4 separate regions of the Mus musculus genome follow, and all the other regions are linked to region 3. Evidence: chromatin contacts called from public Hi-C and HiChIP or PLAC-seq data. All regions are on one chromosome and are shown on one strand. Each heading gives the region's core, a stretch centred on a gene start, on an enhancer-like site or on the middle of the called end of the contact. The rest is flanking DNA. Distances are from core to core; before and after follow the strand shown. Region 1 holds the start of Ucp3 (uncoupling protein 3 (mitochondrial, proton carrier)). Region 2 holds the start of Dnajb13 (DnaJ heat shock protein family (Hsp40) member B13). Region 3 holds the start of P4ha3 (procollagen-proline, 2-oxoglutarate 4-dioxygenase (proline 4-hydroxylase), alpha polypeptide III). Region 4 holds the start of Ucp2 (uncoupling protein 2 (mitochondrial, proton carrier)).

What was found. Hi-C and Micro-C count contacts between places; a contact is called where the count stands out from the background. HiChIP or PLAC-seq counts read pairs in DNA pulled down with a chosen protein or histone mark.
Region 1: a contact with region 3 is called in an HNF4G HiChIP or PLAC-seq map of pancreatic cancer cells. The contact joins the promoter of Ucp3 here to the promoter of P4ha3 in region 3. A contact is called at or near these places in 12 of 39 promoter capture datasets (the 3T3-L1 cell line, the HPC-7 cell line, cranial neural crest and 6 more), 1 of 484 Hi-C or Micro-C datasets (olfactory sensory neurons), 2 of 115 datasets of contacts at active chromatin or transcription factors (embryonic stem cells and pancreatic cancer cells) and 2 of 9 other capture datasets (liver and pancreatic islet).
Region 2: a contact with region 3 is called in a Hi-C map of the N1E-115 cell line, with 4 times the contacts expected there. The contact joins the promoter of Dnajb13 here to the promoter of P4ha3 in region 3. A contact is called at or near these places in 14 of 39 promoter capture datasets (the 3T3-L1 cell line, 3T3-L1-derived adipocytes, the C10 cell line and 8 more), 2 of 15 datasets of contacts at CTCF or cohesin (embryonic stem cells and pro-B cells), 25 of 484 Hi-C or Micro-C datasets (3T3-L1-derived adipocytes, B cells, the G1E-ER4 cell line and 11 more), 2 of 115 datasets of contacts at active chromatin or transcription factors (embryonic stem cells and pancreatic cancer cells) and 2 of 9 other capture datasets (adipose tissue and embryonic stem cells).
Region 4: a contact with region 3 is called in an H3K4me3 HiChIP or PLAC-seq map of the 230-238 cell line, with 2.4 times the contacts expected there. The contact joins the promoter of Ucp2 here to the promoter of P4ha3 in region 3. A contact is called at or near these places in 14 of 39 promoter capture datasets (the 3T3-L1 cell line, 3T3-L1-derived adipocytes, the C10 cell line and 8 more), 1 of 15 datasets of contacts at CTCF or cohesin (pro-B cells), 13 of 484 Hi-C or Micro-C datasets (the G1E-ER4 cell line, the HL-1 cell line, the HPC-7 cell line and 7 more), 9 of 115 datasets of contacts at active chromatin or transcription factors (the 230-238 cell line, T-cell acute lymphoblastic leukemia, bone marrow-derived dendritic cells and 6 more) and 3 of 9 other capture datasets (embryonic stem cells, liver and pancreatic islet).

Annotation. Positions count from the first base shown.
Region 1 is chr7:100,470,138-100,474,652 of GRCm38.p6, forward strand. Ucp3 (uncoupling protein 3 (mitochondrial, proton carrier)) reads left to right here and starts at 2,854. Exons shown (of 7, transcript NM_009464.3): 1 at 2,854-2,957. It overlaps C2cd3 (C2 calcium-dependent domain containing 3), which reads left to right. Exons shown (of 33, transcript NM_001017985.3): 33 at 1-22.
Region 2 is chr7:100,513,220-100,517,666 of GRCm38.p6, forward strand. Dnajb13 (DnaJ heat shock protein family (Hsp40) member B13) reads right to left here and starts at 1,596. Exons shown (of 8, transcript NM_153527.2): 1 at 1,474-1,596. The coding sequence starts at 1,541.
Region 3 is chr7:100,283,982-100,288,172 of GRCm38.p6, forward strand. P4ha3 (procollagen-proline, 2-oxoglutarate 4-dioxygenase (proline 4-hydroxylase), alpha polypeptide III) reads left to right here and starts at 1,539. Exons shown (of 13, transcript NM_177161.4): 1 at 1,539-1,745. The coding sequence starts at 1,552.
Region 4 is chr7:100,490,830-100,495,400 of GRCm38.p6, forward strand. It overlaps Ucp2 (uncoupling protein 2 (mitochondrial, proton carrier)), which reads left to right and starts at 2,529. Exons shown (of 8, transcript NM_011671.5): 1 at 2,529-2,636; 2 at 3,385-3,546.

The sequences.
Region 1 (4,515 bases), core at 1,604-4,103, 190 kb after region 3:
AGTCTGGCATTTGTATTTGTGTACAAGTGTTTTTTGGGTTGGTCACTGGGAAAAGGTGTTGCAGAAAGAAGGATACAGCCATCACTCCACCACCTGCAACATGAGTCGCCATGAGACTTGCTAGTTCTTCCAAGTGTCAGATTGACCCATGTTAGAGGGATGCTAGTGTTCCACTTCTGGTGGTTTGGGCTTTTGCTTGCTTGCTTGGTTTGTCTTTTCCTCTGATGGCCCTTTAAATCTTGCTCAGCACAGTGAAAGTCCAACTAGGATCTGGTCCCCGGTGTGACTCAGGAGGGCACTTCTGTCAGAGCACAGCCACTTGGGCAGCTACCATAGACAAAGCCCTCTGAGGATAACTCTGAAGGGACATAGATGTCCAGTGCCAGCTGGTAGTGAGGCTGAAAGGAGCTACCTGAGGGCCCTGCTTGTCACCCTGTGTGTCATTTCTCTAAATCCTCACAACTCTATGATGCCCCTCCCACAATTACACTCAACACCATGGAAGTCGGATGCATTGCTTCTGTATCGGTACAAAGTGCATCAGGACCGAAGACATACCCCAGAGATAAGGACTCAGACCAAAGCAGGATACAGGCAGTAAACGCCCTGAATTCGGGCGGTCTCAGGCTGCTAAATCCAGGGAGGGATTTCTGGAAGAAACCCGTACTGGGGTAAAGCCCAGAGAATGGTATAGACCAGGTCATGGACAGCTGCAAAGAGAACCAGAGAATGTTCTGGACCATATCAGTGTCCAGCCTGGCTGAGACTGTGGCTCTGGCCTCATCTGGAAGGCACAGACACGTAGACTCTGGCTTCGTATGGTCGCTGTGAAGATCAAATGGGACATTTCTGAAAATGCTTCGCTGGCATTTGGCACATAATGGAAGCTTGAGAAATGTCAGCCCTTCCCACTCTTCCTAAGCACCGGGGTGAATTAGAGGCAAGCTCACTGGCTACCCAGAACGCAGAGCACTCCAGCCTCCCATAAGGGCCATGAACCTTCAGCCAAACCTGCCCCTCAGATCTCTGCTCCTTGAGTGTCACCTTGCAAACCTGCCCAGTCCCTAGCCAGGGGCTCCCCTTGCCCCAGGCCTTGCCCTCGGCCAGAACAGAGCTTCCAGTACCTGGAGTTCCACGTCCCTCGGGGTAAGAAACCTCTAGGTTCCAAGCCTAAGGGGTAAAGCCTAGGGTGAAGAAGATCACTGCCAAATCCTGATCCTGTAAATAACCTGAAGGAGTCAAGTGAGAACAGGGCCACAGGAGGGCACGGGCTGCAGACAAGGTGAAGGTCTGAGACACAGACGACATGCCCAATTTGTTATTTACCAGTCTCTCCCAGTGATAGCTCTGAGGCAACTTGACTTGCCAAGTTGTACAACACATTTGTCACCACAACCAGAATGAACCCTGACTTCCTTATGCATGCCCTCCACAGATGCCTGGAAAGTATTTCTGGTGACCCAGAGACTGTAGCAGCCAACCTTAAAACTCCCAGCAGAGGTTTGACTCTAGCTAGGCCTGAGCTCTCCTCCCTCTGGGTTTCTCCAGAACCTGCTGCCTCTAGTTTGACTTCTACTTGTAGCCCCAGCCCCCACATGGTTCCCACAGTCCTGCCCATGTCCAGATTAATAGTTCCAGACTGAGCTCAAAGCAGTGAGCAGGTCCTGGTCCAAGAAACAGGATAGACAGTCTAGATGTCACAGCACCCACCCTGCCATGGCGCTGCGCTCAAGTTCCAAAATGTCCTCTACCTTCTCTGTCCTACTTATCTCCTCTCCCCTCTCCTTTTAGTTTCCCTTCTATGCCACCTGGCTCCCAACTTCAGCTGTGCCCACCCAGTCTTTAACCTCAGCGCCTGCAGATGGACCAGCCTACGGTGGTTGCTGCAAGGGATTCTGCTCACCCTGCCCCATCTCCGGTCCCAGCATGTCCATGTCATGAGGAATCAGGATTGCAGCTGATAGACCCAAAGTGTGGTATAGGTTACAGGCAAGTCAGGCCTGCAGTGACCTAGCTGTCTGTCCTTGACAGTCAGTTTTCTGTGTAAAGTAAGCATTGACACATGAGGGCTCTACACAGTACGTCAGTGTCTACCGGTACAGTGCAGTGTGTTAACACCACTGTGAAAGAAACCAGCCACAAGAGGCTATACATTCTATATAATCCTACTCAAACAAAGCATCTAGAACAAGCAAATTAAGAAGCAGAATAAAGACGAGTGGTTGCCTGAAGCTGGGGGAAGGGAAAGGGGGTGACTTGTTCTGTTTTTGTCTTTGAGCCATGATGAAAGTGTTCTGAACTAGCATGTAGTAGTTGATCAACCAGACTGTACTAAACACTATTGTGTGCTCTATGTGGGCAAATCACATGCTGTGTACAATACATCTGTTGTCCTTTGTTTTTAAATTTAGGATCCTGCTTCCTAGAGATGTGGGAAATAGAAGCGCTGTGCCTGAAATATCAAGCATATCTTGGCACCAAGATGTCCTCTACCTTCTCTGCCCCGTCTTCTCCTCTCCCCTCTTGAGAATGTCAGGCCTCTAAGAAGTGACACCTGTAACCATTGTATAGGATCCTGGAGAGCCCCTGTCCTAAGAGACCTTGTCCTTTGGGCTCTCAAAGGTGACAAATGCTGTCACACACCTCCTGGCCACCAAGGTAGCTCTCCTCTTGAAAGCTCAAAGGAGCCACATTAAAGAGCCCCAGGTCACGGAAGCTAAACCAGATCTGGAACTCACTGGTCCCCTCCCCGCAGCCTGCCTCTTGTCAAGTGATCAGACTGTCAACTAGCTTCTCAGAATTAGGTTTCAGGTCAGCTGGTGCACAGGGCCAGTGCCGAGCCAGGGACAGCAGAGACAACAGTGAATGGTGAGGCCCGGCCGTCAGATCCTGCTGCTACCTAATGGAGTGGAGCCTTAGGGTGGCCCTGCACTACCCAACCTTGGCTAGACGCACAGGTAAGACCCCATACTCTGCTCTCCTCTCCCTTTTTCCCTTCCATGGATGCTCACAGCCAGGAGCTTGCTGGGATCACTCAGCACTGCGTGAGAGACCGAGAGTGAGCCGGTCTAGCTCCCACCTAGTAAAGATGAAGGAACTGCAGGCCTGGGGAGGGCCTTGACTTCCACATCTATGTGACTCCTCACAACTCCCGTGTTTTGCTGACTCCTCTGCTGGGATCTTACAAATGCCAGATGAAAAGTGTCCCTCTCCTTTGGCCCAGGATCCCCACGGAGCACAAAGCCCTCTCCAGCAAGGATCCTGGGGCCCTTCCTGGGTAGAGATGATGAGGGCACCTCTGGCCTGAAGCCTGGTCTAGAGCCCGTGGTCACTCTGTCTAGTGGCATCCTTGATGCGGATGTATTGTTGGAGAGAGTTGGGTTGGCCCTATAGGCTAGAGTACCTCATGTTGTGGGTACCCCAGTAGAGCTACAGGGTGAGGATTGTTCTCAACTTCCACTTCCAGCTGGGGGCATCAGACCGATAATAACCGAGGTGCGCCAAGGAGGAGGTTGGGAAGCTCAGACCTCAGGGCGTTCCCTACTGCGCCAGGCATTGTAGCCTCACCCACATACTCAAGTCTGTCTGCTCATCCTTTCTCTTTCTGATGGATGGTTTGGGGGCACTCCTTCAAAACTTGGGTACACACAATTGCAAGCTCTTAACCAAGTTCGTGCTTCAGTGTCTCTTGAGAGCACCTTTCCAGCAGTATCCTCAGTGGTGTTAGAGCCCCAAGGCTCCCTTCTCATCTATTCTTGCTGCCTGCACCAGCATGCTCTGACGGCCCAGGCCCCCACCCACCCTGGACTAAGTGTAACCTTGGCATTCGCAGCCTTCTACCAAAGGGCCCTGAGATCATCTTTGACCTCATTTCCTGTCTCCTCATTTTGGCACGATGGTCTGACTTAAGACCTTCCCTATAACAGTTTTCACAGAGGAGGGTAAGTTGATCTTGTCCCTGCCTGGAGGCTCCGACAGAGCCAGAAGAGTCACTGATAATGGGGCAGCGCTACAAGACAGTAGGGTCAGAAGTAGCAGAGGACAAAGTGGGTACAAGAGGGAAGCCCGGATTGACAGGGAAGCAAAAACTCCAGGGACACGCCTGGCCTCCGTGGGGAGAAAATTCCATTCCGTGCCTTCTGCAGGACCTGACTCAGCACCAACATCACCTGAGGTTCCCTCCAGCAGAAAGGACTCAGAAGTCAGTCCCTGACAGCAGCCATACCCAGGTCCTTTGCCTGTCTAACCTCAGTGTTTCTCTCCAAAGCAGAGCAGAACACAGGATGGTTCTGCTAGTGCCTGAGTGGTCCCCAGACAGGCTTTGAAGAAGGGAATTCTAGAGAACTTACCCACAGCTGGGCGTGGTGGCACACACCTTTAATCCCTCTCAGGAGGCAGAGGCAGGCGGATTTCTGAGTTGGAGGCCAGCCTGGTCTACAAAGTGAGTTCCAGGACAGCCAGGTCTATACAGAGAAACCCTGTCTCAAAAAAAACAAAAAAAAAAAAAAACAAAAA
Region 2 (4,447 bases), core at 346-2,845, 230 kb after region 3:
CTGGGCCGTCCCCCACCAATAACTAATTAAGAAAATGCACCTTGACCACAGGTCTGTATGGTGGGGACATAGGTTATGTCAAGTTGACATAAAACTAGCCAGCACACTTGGTCTTCTGGTAATTAGGCTAGCCTTATCTATTTGCCATGGTAATCCTTCCATTGATGAGTCCCATTGGCCACCTGATTTCTCTTGTGGTAACTTTTCAAACCCACTAGCCAGTGAGAGCCCTGAGCAGAGGATGACGTCATACACTGCACTGAATTGTTCTCAACTGTTGAAAGAGTTTTTCTGATTTCTCCCTCCCCACTGGACACCCACATCCCTCCCCTTCAGTCCACACAAGACCTGGCCCAGGGAGGAAGGGGCAGTCTCTGATTTCTGATTCCATTTGTCACATACAAGCCCCTGGGATGACAGTGGCTTTTCCTCTCAGGGTCACTGTGAGGATTAAATAAAGCAGTGATGGGAAGCTCTCAGAGCAGCACCTATATGTTCAATACAAGCATCTAGTGTACCCCAAACCTCCAGGGGCCCCAGATGCTTCCCTCTTTCTTTATACCTTTGGGGACACAACTGATTTCCAAATTCAGTGTCTCCCCTCCAGCCCACTGTGGAGTCTTAGTCCTCCTGGAAGCCTTGTCCTTTGGCTTAATTATCAGGACAGTCTCCTTAGAAGCCCTCGCCTCTCAACACAAGCTTCTGTGGCCTGGGTACGGCCTGGGTACATCTCCTTTTATAACAATACACATTCCACAACAAATGGCCTGCACTGGACCCAGCCCTAAAGATTAGTGCTCCATAAATATTTGCCCAAAACTTTCTTTCAAAGAAAAACTTTAAAAGATCAAATATTTCAGAAACAAAGCCTTATCCCTGTCCTAGATGTTCCCCTAAACACATACACACACACACACACACACACACACACACACACACACACACCTTTCCTTTTACGAACAGGGCCTTGCTATGTAGCTCAAGCTAACCACAGACTCGCTATTTGGGGATTACAGACATGTACCATCTCATCCATATCTAAACTGTCACAAAGTCCCTGAGATGTGACAGAGGTGTTCAGAGATGGAGATCAGTCAGTGACAAAAACCCATATGATGGCCAAAATGAAAACTGTAACATCCATTAGTCCAGGTCATTTCTGGTTCACACACCTGTGGTTCTTCATGAGACTCAAGATAAGGTCCAAATTGTCCTTTGTCTTCATTTCATAGCTAGAAATTCAGACATGACCCAAGAAGAGCTAAGAGGCAGGAGCATTGGACGTGGGAAGCCCACTGATGCACTTAGGTGTGTCTGAATTTCGTCTATGTCCTAACCAGCACAAAGCCAGATAGGGCATACAAGAGGAGAGAGGTGCCCCTTTCCTACTCTAAACTATGCAGGGAAACTGTTTGACTGGCATCAGGGTGGGGTTGCCTCTGCGCATGCCAGGCTAGGATCCCGCCCACTTACGCCTTCTTGATCTGGGCATCTTCTGAGTTGCGGGTGACCTGAAGCACAGCATAGTAATCCAGCCCCATGGCTGGTACCAATGGGTCTGTTTTTCCTCAGACTCCAGCCTCTGTTAGTTTGCGTTCTGTGGTTGCTCCTGACAACCACGAGTGGCACCCTGGGAATTGTAGTCTTTCCATCTTGAACAAATGGTCCTGGGGCGCTCATAACTGGTTCCGTGATCCCGAAAAAGGTCACACAGCTCAGAAACTGGAGTTCCCGAGCGCCTTTTTGCTTATTTTTTAGTACAGAAATCACCTTTAATTTAAAATATTCAGAACAAAGCCGGTTGTAGTGGTGCAACATCTTTAATCCCAGCACTCAGCAGAGGTAGTTGTGGGCTGGAGGCTAGCCTAATGTACATAATGAGTTTGTTGTGAGTCTGGGGTCGCCCAGAGATACGCCGACTCGGTTTTGGTTTTAATAAATTAGAGGCTTTTTATAATAAAGAAAAGAAAAGAGGAAAGGAAAGGAAAGGAAAAAAGGAAAAGAAAAGAGAAAAGGAAAGGAAAGGGAAAAGGAAAAGGAAAAGGAAAAAGAAGGAAAGGAAAGGAAAGGAAAGGAAAGGAAAGGAAAGGAAAGGAAAGGAAAGGAAAAAGGAAAGGAAAGGAAAGGAAAGGAAAAAGGAAAGGAAAAGAAAGAAAAAGAAAAAAACCACAAAACAAAAACAAAACTTCAGGACCAAACTAGAGAGAGTTCTCTAGGTAAGACTCTGGCTATTTTTAGACAAAGTATTATAAAGAAAAGGTTCACAAAGTTATAATTTTGGGAGCCAAATGAACTCATATCGTGTCTGTGTGTGGTCAAGGTTTGGTTTTGTAGCAGCCATGCAACAGGTGCCTCAGCCATCCAAGCAAGCTGGCGTTTCACATAACAGCAGTTAGCCTGTTTAATCTTGTGACCCAAACCTTGTATGAGTAGCAGAGCCAGTGAAATGTTTCGTAACAATCAGCAATTTTTAAACAATAGTCCACCTGTACCAGGAAGTGGTCCATCTCAGGCCTGCTCACCTGGCACATCAGGTAGGGGCAACTTCCTTATGGCTTATACAAGTTAAAAACAATTTTGTTTCTACAAGCCTAGCACAGTAAATTTATCCTCTAAACATACTGTTCACTATCACAGGTTTCAGGACAGCTAAAGCTACATAGTGAGAACTTGTCTCTCTTAAAAGTGTTTGTTGTTTTGTTTTGTTTTTTGAGAACGAGTTGAGTATGGTGTAAGACCAGCCTTGGCTATGTACTTTATAAATACTTGAATAAGTACTTTTTTTTCTAAAAAACAAATGTATTTGGCTGATTATTTATTTAGGTTTTTGGTTTTTCAAGACAGGATTTCTCTGGGTGTCCCAGAACTCACTCTGTAGACCAGGCTGGCCTCAAATTCAGAGATCTGCCTGCCTTTGCCTCCCAAGTGCTGGGAATAAAGGTGTGCGCCACCACTGTCCAGCTCTGGTTTTTTTTAATTGAAGGATAGTTTTATATTTTTAGAAAAACGAAATTAAAATGTTCTCATCTTCCCTCCACCCAATTTCCCTGTTAGTGTGTGCCATTAGTGTGCTACATTAACTGCTAGACAGCAGTTAAGAGCAGATGCTTACACAGGACAGAGGCAGCCCTGAGCTCTGTCCCAGCACCCACACTGGGCAGCTCACACCAGCCAGGAACTCCAGCCCCAGTGGATCAGACACCCTCTTCGGCCTTCTGTGCTCACCTGTCCTCACCAGCACATAGCCACCCAGAGACATCCACACATACGCATACCGAAAATAAAATCTTAATTAAAAAAAAACTAAAAAAAGTGATACAATTGTCATAAATATGAATAATATCAATGTCCTCCCTCTCCCTCCCTCCCTCTTCCTCTTCCTCTCTCTCTCTCTCCCTCTCTCTTCCTTTCCATGTGTGTGCAGATGTGAGTGCATGTGTGTGCATACTAGAGGGCAGAGATTGACATTGGATGCCTTCCTCAGTTGCCCACTTTGTTTTTTAATTAATTTTTCAAGACAGGGTTTCTCTGTGTAGTCCTGGCTGTCTTGGAACTTGCTCTGTAGACCAGGCTGGCCTCAAACTTATAGAGATTCATGGGCCTCTGCCTTCCAAGTGCTAGGACTAAAGGTGTGTGTGGTCACCACCTGGTCCTATTTGTTTTATTTTGCATGTATAATGAATGTTTCGCTTGCATGTGTGTATGTGCATCATGTGCATGCCTGGTGCTTTTGGAGGCCAGAAGAGAGTGTTGAACCCTCCGGAACTGGAGTTTCAGATGGTTGCAAGCTGCCATATGGGTGCTGGGAATTGAACCTAGGTCCTCTGGAATTAACGAGTGCAACTAACCACTAAAACATCTTTCACATGCACACTTTATTTTTGAAACAAGGTTCTCAATGAATCTGAAGCTCACCAATTTGGCAAGTCTGGCTGGCCATGCAGTTCCACAGAACCATCTGTCTACACGTCTCCATTACCTCAGCTCTGAGGTTACAAATACATGTCACCATGCCCAGCTTTTCAGAGTCTAGTCTGAGAACCTAGACTCAGGTTGTCAGGTTTGCACAGCAGGCACTTTATCCAGGGAGCCGTATCCCCAGTCAGTCAGTCATCTATCTATCTATCTATCTATCTATCTATCTATCTATCTATCTATCTATCATCTATCTATTTATCTATCTATCTATCTATCTATCTATCACCTATCTATCTATCTATCTATCTATCTATCTATCTATCTATCTATCTATCTTATCTATACCTATTTGTCATATGATCATGTTACTAGGTGCATGTCTGTGCACCCCACACTTTAGCAGGAGCTCACAAAAATCAGGAGGAGGCATCGGATTCCCTGGAACTGGAGTCACAGGCAGTTGTGAGCTGCCATGTAGGTGCTGGGAACCAAAGCAGGGTTTTCTGTAAGAGCAGTAAGTGATCTTAAC
Region 3 (4,191 bases), core at 289-2,788:
TAGCTGCTGGCCTTCTCACCCGCCCAAGTTTCCTATTGCTTAGACAAGTTATCACAAACTCTGGGGCTTATAATAACCCAGATTTTTTTATCCTACTGCCTCAGAATTCAGAAGTCTGAACCGATGTATTAGACTTTTTCAGCACTGTGACCAGATATCTGACAGACACACTGTAACAGAGAAAAGATTTCTTTGACTCCTGGAGCCCATCATGAAAAGGAAGGTGTGTTGGCAGGTCTTGCCCCGTCTGGTGGCTAGCATATGTGGCCGGTGCTCACATCCAGCAGACAGAAACCTGATGGCTCTGGCCAGCAGTGAAGCCTTAGTGAACCTAGTGGAGTATGTAAGCCCTACTTCCCCAAAGCTCCATAGCTTGGTTTTTACCAAGTATTCAAGAGGATGAAACTGTGAGGTTCATTTCAAATTCAAACCGTAACGAATAGGTGTCACGAGATAAAATCAAGGTATTGGCAGATCTGTTCTTCCTGCAGACTAGGAAAGATCTGTCCCCCAGCCTTCTCAACCTTCTAGAAGCTACCTACAACCTGTTACTCACAGACCGTTTATCCATTTTCAAAGTCGCAACACAGCATCATCAAGTCTCTGATTTGGCTGTTATTGTCCTGTATCTTTCTTTGCCGTTTGTTTGTTTGTTTTTCGAGACAGGGTTTCTCTGCCTCCCAAGTGCTGGGATTAAAGGCGTGGGCCACCACCGCCCGGCTTTTTCTTTGCCTTTTTAAAAGGACCTTGGCAACTGCGTTGAGCTCACCAGGATAATCCAGGATGGCCTAAAGTCAAGATACTGTTAGAACTACACACATTGACTCTGTGAAGCTCTCTCCCCATCAAAGCATGCCAGGGGAAGCCCCTCTTTGGGGATGAGGTCCTCACCCATTGCACACAGCCTGTGGTTGCCCATTTTGTGTTTTTATGGTGGTTTACATTTCCATTTCCCTTTATGAGCAGCGGGCTGCATCTGCACCTACTATAGCACAGATGTTACTGAACACTTAAATGAATGAGTAAATGAATAAACATTGCTGGGCAAAAGGGATAGCGGGGTGAAAGAAACAAGCAGCCTAGTAGAATATAATGATGGTATTTTTGTGTGACTCTGTAGTGACTCGATCCTAGAGTTTCAGCTTCTGTAAGTCCTAGCCATCTTTCAAGATCACCTGAGGTCCTGTCCTCTGTGAAGACTTTACCCCTCTGCCCCAGCCACCTGCACTTCTGTCACCATGCTGTGTCACCCTTTGGAGTTCCCCTCATAATCCAGAGGTTTTTGTGTCCTCCCCTGTCCCACAGGAGGAATTTGGATGATGGCTCAGCACGGCTGTAACTAGAGAAATCACTGCTCACCCGCGCTCGCCTCAGTTCCCCCAAATGTGACAGGCACGGTGGAATCAGTGTGGAGTTAGCGGCGGGCCAGGCACTAAGGAATTCAGTGCTGAGGGGACGGAGGCGGCCAAGGGCGGGCGACGGAAGGCTGCGGGCGGGCGGGCGGGCCGGGGCGGCGCCGGGCGAGAGCGCGGAGGGACGCGCGACCCTGCGATGGGCCCAGGGGCGCGGCTGGCTCTGCTGGCGCTGCTGGCGCTCGGGGGAGACCCCGCGGCGGCCACGGGGCGGGAGGACACGTTCTCCGCGCTGACCAGCGTGGCGCGCGCCCTGGCGCCCGAGCGCAGGCTGCTGGGGACACTGAGGCGCTACCTGCGCGGCGAGGAGGCGCGGCTGCGCGACTTGACCAGGTGAGGGCGTCTCCAGGGAGCCGGGATGCTCAGCGACTGAGGGTGAGGAGTAACTGAGGCCCAAAGTGACTTCCAGACCCAACTGTCATGTGGTGGGGACCCTGAGACACTTTGAAGGGGAATGAGGAGTTCTGTGTCACTCTCTCTCTCTCTCTCTCTCTCTCTCTCTCTCTCCCTCTCTCTCACTCTCTGTGTCTGTCTGTCTGTCTGTCTGTGTCTGTCTCTTTGTCTCTGTGCCTGTCTCTCTGCCTCTTTGTGTGTGTGTCTCTGTCTCTCTGTTCCGGTCTCTGTCTCTCTCTGTGTCTATGTGTCTGTATGTATGTGTGTTTGTCCGTGTCTCTGTCTCTTTCTGTTTCTCTGTCTCTCCCTGTCTCTCTGTCTCTCACTCTCTGTCTCTGTCACACACAAACACACACCCCGGGGTGTGACACCACCCCCCATCCACCTTCACATGTCCAAGTTGATACACTGTGAAAAAGTGTAGGTAGCATGGAGATTCTAGAGTCCAGTTGGATCTCACAAATACTGTGTCAAGCAGCAAATGACCTTGGACTTCTTGTCAAGTTACTGCTGACACAGTAGAATGCTGTGGTGACCATTATAGCTCTTATTTCTTTTTCCATGGGTAAAAGTTCTCTGAATGTAAGTAGTAGCTGAGAGGTTGTATGTATGTGAAAATGTCTGACTCCAAAGAAAACACTGTGAAAAACTACTTCACACGGGGTAATACTGGGAGTAGTGTGCACAAACACACAGCCAACATTATTTTTTATGCAGTCAGCAAAGTAGAGTTAGATCCTGGAAGGTAAACTGTTGTAAAGTGTGGGACTTAGAGCACTAATCAGTGTCCAAGATGAAAAAGGAATGCTTGCATATGATACCAACATGTCTTGTGCCTTCTTTGCTTTGGACACTGAGAAGCCCACGGACTATAAGGCACAGTTGTTTCCACATAAATCCAATTGATCTTACAAACTTGTCTAGACAGAGCAGAAGCACATCATTTGATTTCCAGTAACTTTAAATTTCAAATCCATTCCCATGCCAACCCGCCCTGCTCCACTCCCACAAATGTTTATAAGAAATGGTCATGAAGGACAGCCAGTTTCGTAAGGGTTGGCTTAATCCTGCAGTCTGCTCTTCAAATGCCATTGGTGGCAACTGATGGCTTGTAGTTAGACACGCATTTGTTTGAGTTGCAGTATCAAATTGGTTTGTTAAAAAAAAAAAACCTGCAGATTACATTCTTACACTAAGAAAAACAGGCTGTAAGCAGGAGACAAGTTTAGGAAAAGCTAATAAAAGACACCTGTCTATACTAAAAAAAAGGAGGAGGAGGAGGAGAAAAAAGGGAAGAGGAGGAAGAAGGGAAAAAGGAGAGGAGGAGGAGATGGAGGAGGAGGAAAAGAAGAGGAGGAAGAGGAGAAAGCCAATGCAGGAGAAAGTGTGTGGAACACTGTGGGTACCAAGTGACTCAGAGTCTAGATTCAGGAGCTCAACAGGTCTCTGAATTTTTGACTCTGACCGTGTTATATCTTTAAGCTTTAGTTTCCTAATCTAAACAATGATGCTTTAATGGTTATTCCCATAGGGTTCTTGGAACGATTGTGTCCAGGTAAAGTTATTTATCATTGAGCTTAACATGTAGTAAGTTACTGAAAAAATGTTAACTCCCTATGACTCTTCAAGGCTGGCTGATCAAGTAGACTCGGCGCAGTGGGGAGGCTGAGGCAGGAAGACTGCTGTGAACCAAGCAACACAAGAGCAGACCACCGCTGCTCAGTGACTAAGTATTAAATTAACCCTGCCAATGGAAGCACTAGCTGGGATTCTAAAAGATTAAAAAGGGAATTTTTAAAATCCCAGATCCGTTTCTCAGATGATTATGAACATTTAGTCTCATCACAGGCAATCTGATGCTCTAGAGGCTGTGATTCTGTCCCCTGGTCATGCTCGAAAGCCAGCGTGAAGTGTTTACTTTTTAAAAATGATTTTTTAAATCATTTTTTAAAAATTGGGGTAGTTTCAGCTCACTTTTCTATAGATTCAATCTGTTGATTTTATATAAGTTGAAATGTTATTTCTAATGCCCCTGTTTTATATACTTTGAGTTTCTAAATCAGGAAATGAAGTGGCTTTGGCTGCTGAGGCTGCTCTACCTGCTAATGGATAGAAAATGTTCTAATTAGAGCCCCCATCACCGAGTACCCAGTAGAGCACACAGTCTGCATGGGGGAGGGGGGGTAGTCTAGTTTGTTTTGTTGGTGCCATTTAAGAAACACAAAGAGTAAAAGAGTTGGAGTGATTTCTGAGCTTAGAATGAAGCATTCAGAAGGTCTCAGAAGGATGAAGGCAAAGCCATCTCTCAGTTTCAAGGGAGAAAAGTATCGAATTGACATGGCCCATGGCTTGCGGCTGAATAACCTCCCCAGGAAGCTAACTGCAG
Region 4 (4,571 bases), core at 1,279-3,778, 210 kb after region 3:
GTTTCAGCTCGCTCTGCTGGCCAGCCAGCTCTCGTCCCCTGTACTGGGCTTATAAGCACACCGGTGACCCACGCCTAGCTATGTATACAGGCACTGGGAACTCTAACTTGGATTCTCATTATGGCAAAGTAAGCTCTCTGGCCCACAAAGCCATCACTCTAGCACCTCTCTGCATTTACATTTATCCAAAGTCTAACAATTCATTTGCTATTTGAATTACATTTGCTACTTCTCCATTTTTTTTTAAATCAAGAGTTTTATCAATATAAATCTACAAACAATACAGTTCAGTGGCAGCACATACCTTTCATGTCAGCACTCGGGAGGAAGAAGCAGGTGGATTTCTGTGAGTTCAAGGTTTCAGCCTGGTCTACAGAGGGAGTTCCAGGACGGCCAGAGCTGTCACACAGAGAAACCCTGTCTCAGAAAATAATAATTACAATTATTATTATTTCTTTTAAATATTACATTATATTAAATAATTTATAAGTTATTTTTCAGTAGTGGTATATGCAGTGTAGTATACTGAATAGAGTTTTAGCCATCCCCATAATAATTCACACATTCATCTATGAGAAAATGCATCTTTTAATTCTTTTTTTTAGATTTATTTATTTTATATATGTGAGTATACTGCTACTCTCTTCTGACACACCAGAAGAGGGCATCAAATCCCATTACAGATGATTGTGGAAAAGCAGTCAGTGCTCTTAACCATTGAGCTGTCTCTAGCCCCACATCTTTTAATTCTTATTTGACCAATTTTTAAAAAAGATTTATTTATTTTATGTATATGAGTACAGTGTAGCTGTACAGATGGTTGTGAGCTATCACATGGTTGCTGGGAACTGAACTCAGGACCTCTGCTTACTCCGGCTCCACTCGCTCCGAGTCCAAAAATTTATTTATAACTATATATAAGTACACTGTAGAAACACCAGAAGAGGGTGTCAGCTCTCATTCTGGATGGTTGTGAGCCACCATGTGGTTGCTGGGATTTGAACTCAGGACCTTCGAAAGAGCAATCAGTGCTCTTACCCACGGAGCCATCTCACCAGCCCCTTCACCAATTTTTTAAAAGAGTGGTTTATTGGGTGCATTGCGAGTGAGCAATGGGCAGAGTAGAGTACTGTCAGCTTTGTAAGATCACCACCAGCTATGTTGGGATCACTATCCACCCACCAGCTATGGGGTTTTGCCACTTGATAGTGAAGGTTTATTTTATCTAGTCTTGTTTAAAGTAAGCCAGCTGGCTAATAAAGCCACACTGGGTGTTCAGGATCCTTTCCTGGGTACGTTTTTAAGCACAAAACCCATGTTTTAGGGTGACATACTTCAGCTAACAAAACAAGTTAGCCAGTAGTGGAACCACAGAAGCCAAAAGGTAAGATCAGTACATTTAGAGATTTTTCCAGAACGATGGACATTGATGGTTCTGTCTGTGTGCTGAGTTTTACAGTTGAATGGTACTTCCATCATGGAGTCAGATGTGCTAAGGTCTGGGGTCCTATTAAGGTCTGGGGCCTCTCACACTTTCTTGTTCTGGAAAATAATGGTTAATGATGACCTGGAAAGATTATCGTTAGGTGCCTGCGCCGCCTACCTGATGCATAGTAATTGCTTTCCACAAACGTTCACCCAGCCCCCTCCTCCCACTGCACTTTCCACAGCAGCCCAAACCTACTTGAGCTTCTATTATAGTATATTCGGACCCCTGGTCCCCGGCTTCCTGCTCTTGGGCGCCTAATTCCTAGGCAAGCAAAAAGGGTTCCACGCCCTGATCTAATCTCTTAAAACTCCGGGGCTAAGGAGGATAAAAACAAAAGAAGAAACCGACGGAGAGTACCAAAGCTTGAACACAAATTGAGGCAAATTGAGACCTGCTTCCTACCCCCACAATGCACGTTAGTCCCCGACACAGGGCCCAAGTATTGCTTTCACGTCCCCCACTCCTACGTGGCCATTATCTCGCTGAGGTCCCGTCCACCTGCTGAGTTTGTCCTCGCTGGGCTGGAGTGCAACAGGCGAGGCTCTGCCCTGCCCTCTTCCTTGCGGGGCGCCAGCCTGGCTGCACTCGGTGCAGAGGGGAGGGGAGGCCAGGTGTTCTCGCCCCACTCCAGCCGTTAGGTGCCAGTGTCCCCCGGGACCTGACTGGGAGCGGCAGAAGGCGGGAACGCCAGCCTTGCCCCGTCACCACACCCGGGTTTGTTCCGGTCCCCGAAGCCCGCGCTCCGCCCGGTCCCCAGGTGCCTTGCAGGGAGGGGGAGGGGAGACTTGAAGGGGTAAGGGGTCGCGATCCAGAGCAGCTGGCCAGTCAGTCTGCCTGTCCTCACAAAGAGATTGTCTGCCCCGGGAATAGAAGGGGAAGATCTGAGACTGGAGCCTCTGGGGGGACCTAGGGGTTTCAGGCAACCACAGATGGAAACGCCTCCTCACCCGGGGGCGTGGGCCGCCCTGGCTCCGCCTCGTCACGCCACGCCCCGACCACGCCCTCTAGACTTAAGTTCTGTAGGCGCGGGTTCGCAGCTACTGTCAGTTCCGCCCTCGGTGTCGTCGGGTCGCCAGCTTCCTGGGCAGCCACCACTCTCCCGCCGTCGGACACAGCCTTCTGCACTCCTGTGTTCTCCTGCGGTCCGGTGAGCGTGCCCCATCCCTTCGCTGGCCGCACCTGCTCTCTCCCACTCCATCTGTCTTTTCTCTTTCTTTTCCCTTCCCTGGAGTCCTAATTTGCCCTCTCTAGGTTTCTTTCCTCCTAAATACGCCCTTTGTTATTTGCCTCTGACGTCCAGTTGGTCGAAGGTTAAAACCTTCATCTCTTTACTTCTTCCCCTCAGCCTCGATGTTCCCAGCCTGACCCGGGCGGGGTGGGGGAAGGGGCTTTCACGTCAGCGAAGATCAGAATGACTGTCACCAGGAGGCTCTGGGCCATGTGCCCTAAAGCCTGTTCTTGTATCAAGGGTTGTTTGTGCCTGGAGGAGCCTTGGAGTTTGTTTGGCCTTTGTTACACTATCTTATGTGGCTGCCTGCCGGAGGTGGAAGTAGGGACACAGGGAGACTGGACCTGCCTTATCCTGATTCAACACAAATAGATATAATGCTCCACTCAACAGTTTTGTGACTGTATCCCCCAGGCACAGCACAGCTGCCTGTCTACATAACTGTCTGAGAAACAAATTTGGAAGTGAGCCAACGTGTGGGAGTAAAGACTCCTGAGTTCTTCCCCTAGACCCTGGCTGCTCTGAGTGAGAACTGAGCCTTGCATGGGTCCCTCCCAGCAAGGCTGTCTGAAAGGACTTGTGTGACAGATGACCCTTCCTTGCAGGGCGGTGGTCCTGCAAAGACAATCTTCCTTTCTAAACTTGGCTTCCTTCCTCTCCCCCACAGGACACAATAGTATGAACTTTAAGTGTTTCGTCTCCCAGCCATTTTCTATGGAAAATCGAGGGGATCGGGCCATGGTAGCCACCGGCAGCTTTGAAGAACGAGACACCTTTAGAGAAGCTTGACCTTGGAGGCCTCAGCCTGAGACCTCAAAGCAGCCTCCAGGTAAGGAGTCCCGGCTAAGGAAGCCTTCTCTCAGGCCTGGGGCCTAGGGCTGCTCAGCAAGACAATAAAAATTCCCCTCCTCCCACCCTGATGAGAGCCTCTTCACAGCTCAGCAATCCCCTTCTTCATCCCTGATCACCTTCTGGCCCGTAAAGATGGCGGACCCCAGTGTATAAGGGGAGAACCTGAGTGGGGTGGGGACTGGTTCCAGGTGGCCTTGGCAGTCAACAGCAGAGCTGGGGCAGAAGCTTATGGTGTGTGTGTGTGTGTGTGTGTGTGTGTGTGTGTGTGTGTTATGGTGTGTGTGTATGTGGTGTGTATGTGTGCTCACGTGTGTGCTCACGTGTGCATGTGTGTGCATGCACGTTTATGTAAAGGCACACGGGTGCTGTGGCACGCACATGAAGGTCAGAAGACAACTCAGGCCTCCTACCATCTGTGTCCCAATGGCAAGCACCCTTACCCACTGAGCCATCTTGCTGGTCTGAGCTTCCATTCTTTTTTTTTTTTTTCTTTTGTCCTAGCTTTTGATGTCCCTGTGAATGAGATTAGAAATTGGGTGTTGTTTTTTTATTGCCTCCAGTGGTTGTCCGGTCCTATAAAGTGGATTCTGTTTTTGTTGGTTCATTTTGGGTCGGGATCTCAGGACCTCTCTTCGGCTGCCCTGGAGCTTTAGATGCAGACCGTGCCTGACAGGATTATCTTTCTAGGCCTGCGTTTTAGTCATAGAAACCTTTAGTACAGGTGATCTTTGCCTCTGGTCCCAACCCTCGAGGACCCGACCTTTGGCAAACCCTACGCTGCATTCACAATGGCAGCTGAGCCACATGTTTTTGATCTGGCAGCAACTGGCAGCTGAGCCACATGTTTTTGATCTGGCAGCAACTGAGACCTCGTCTTTCTGGACTTCACAACATTCTACCACTTAGCTCATGATTAGACAGGCCTGCATCAGACTCATGCACTAATACCTACAGAGGAGGTCTGCCCAGAGCGTCTCAGAACTGTTTAATTGGTCAGAAAGG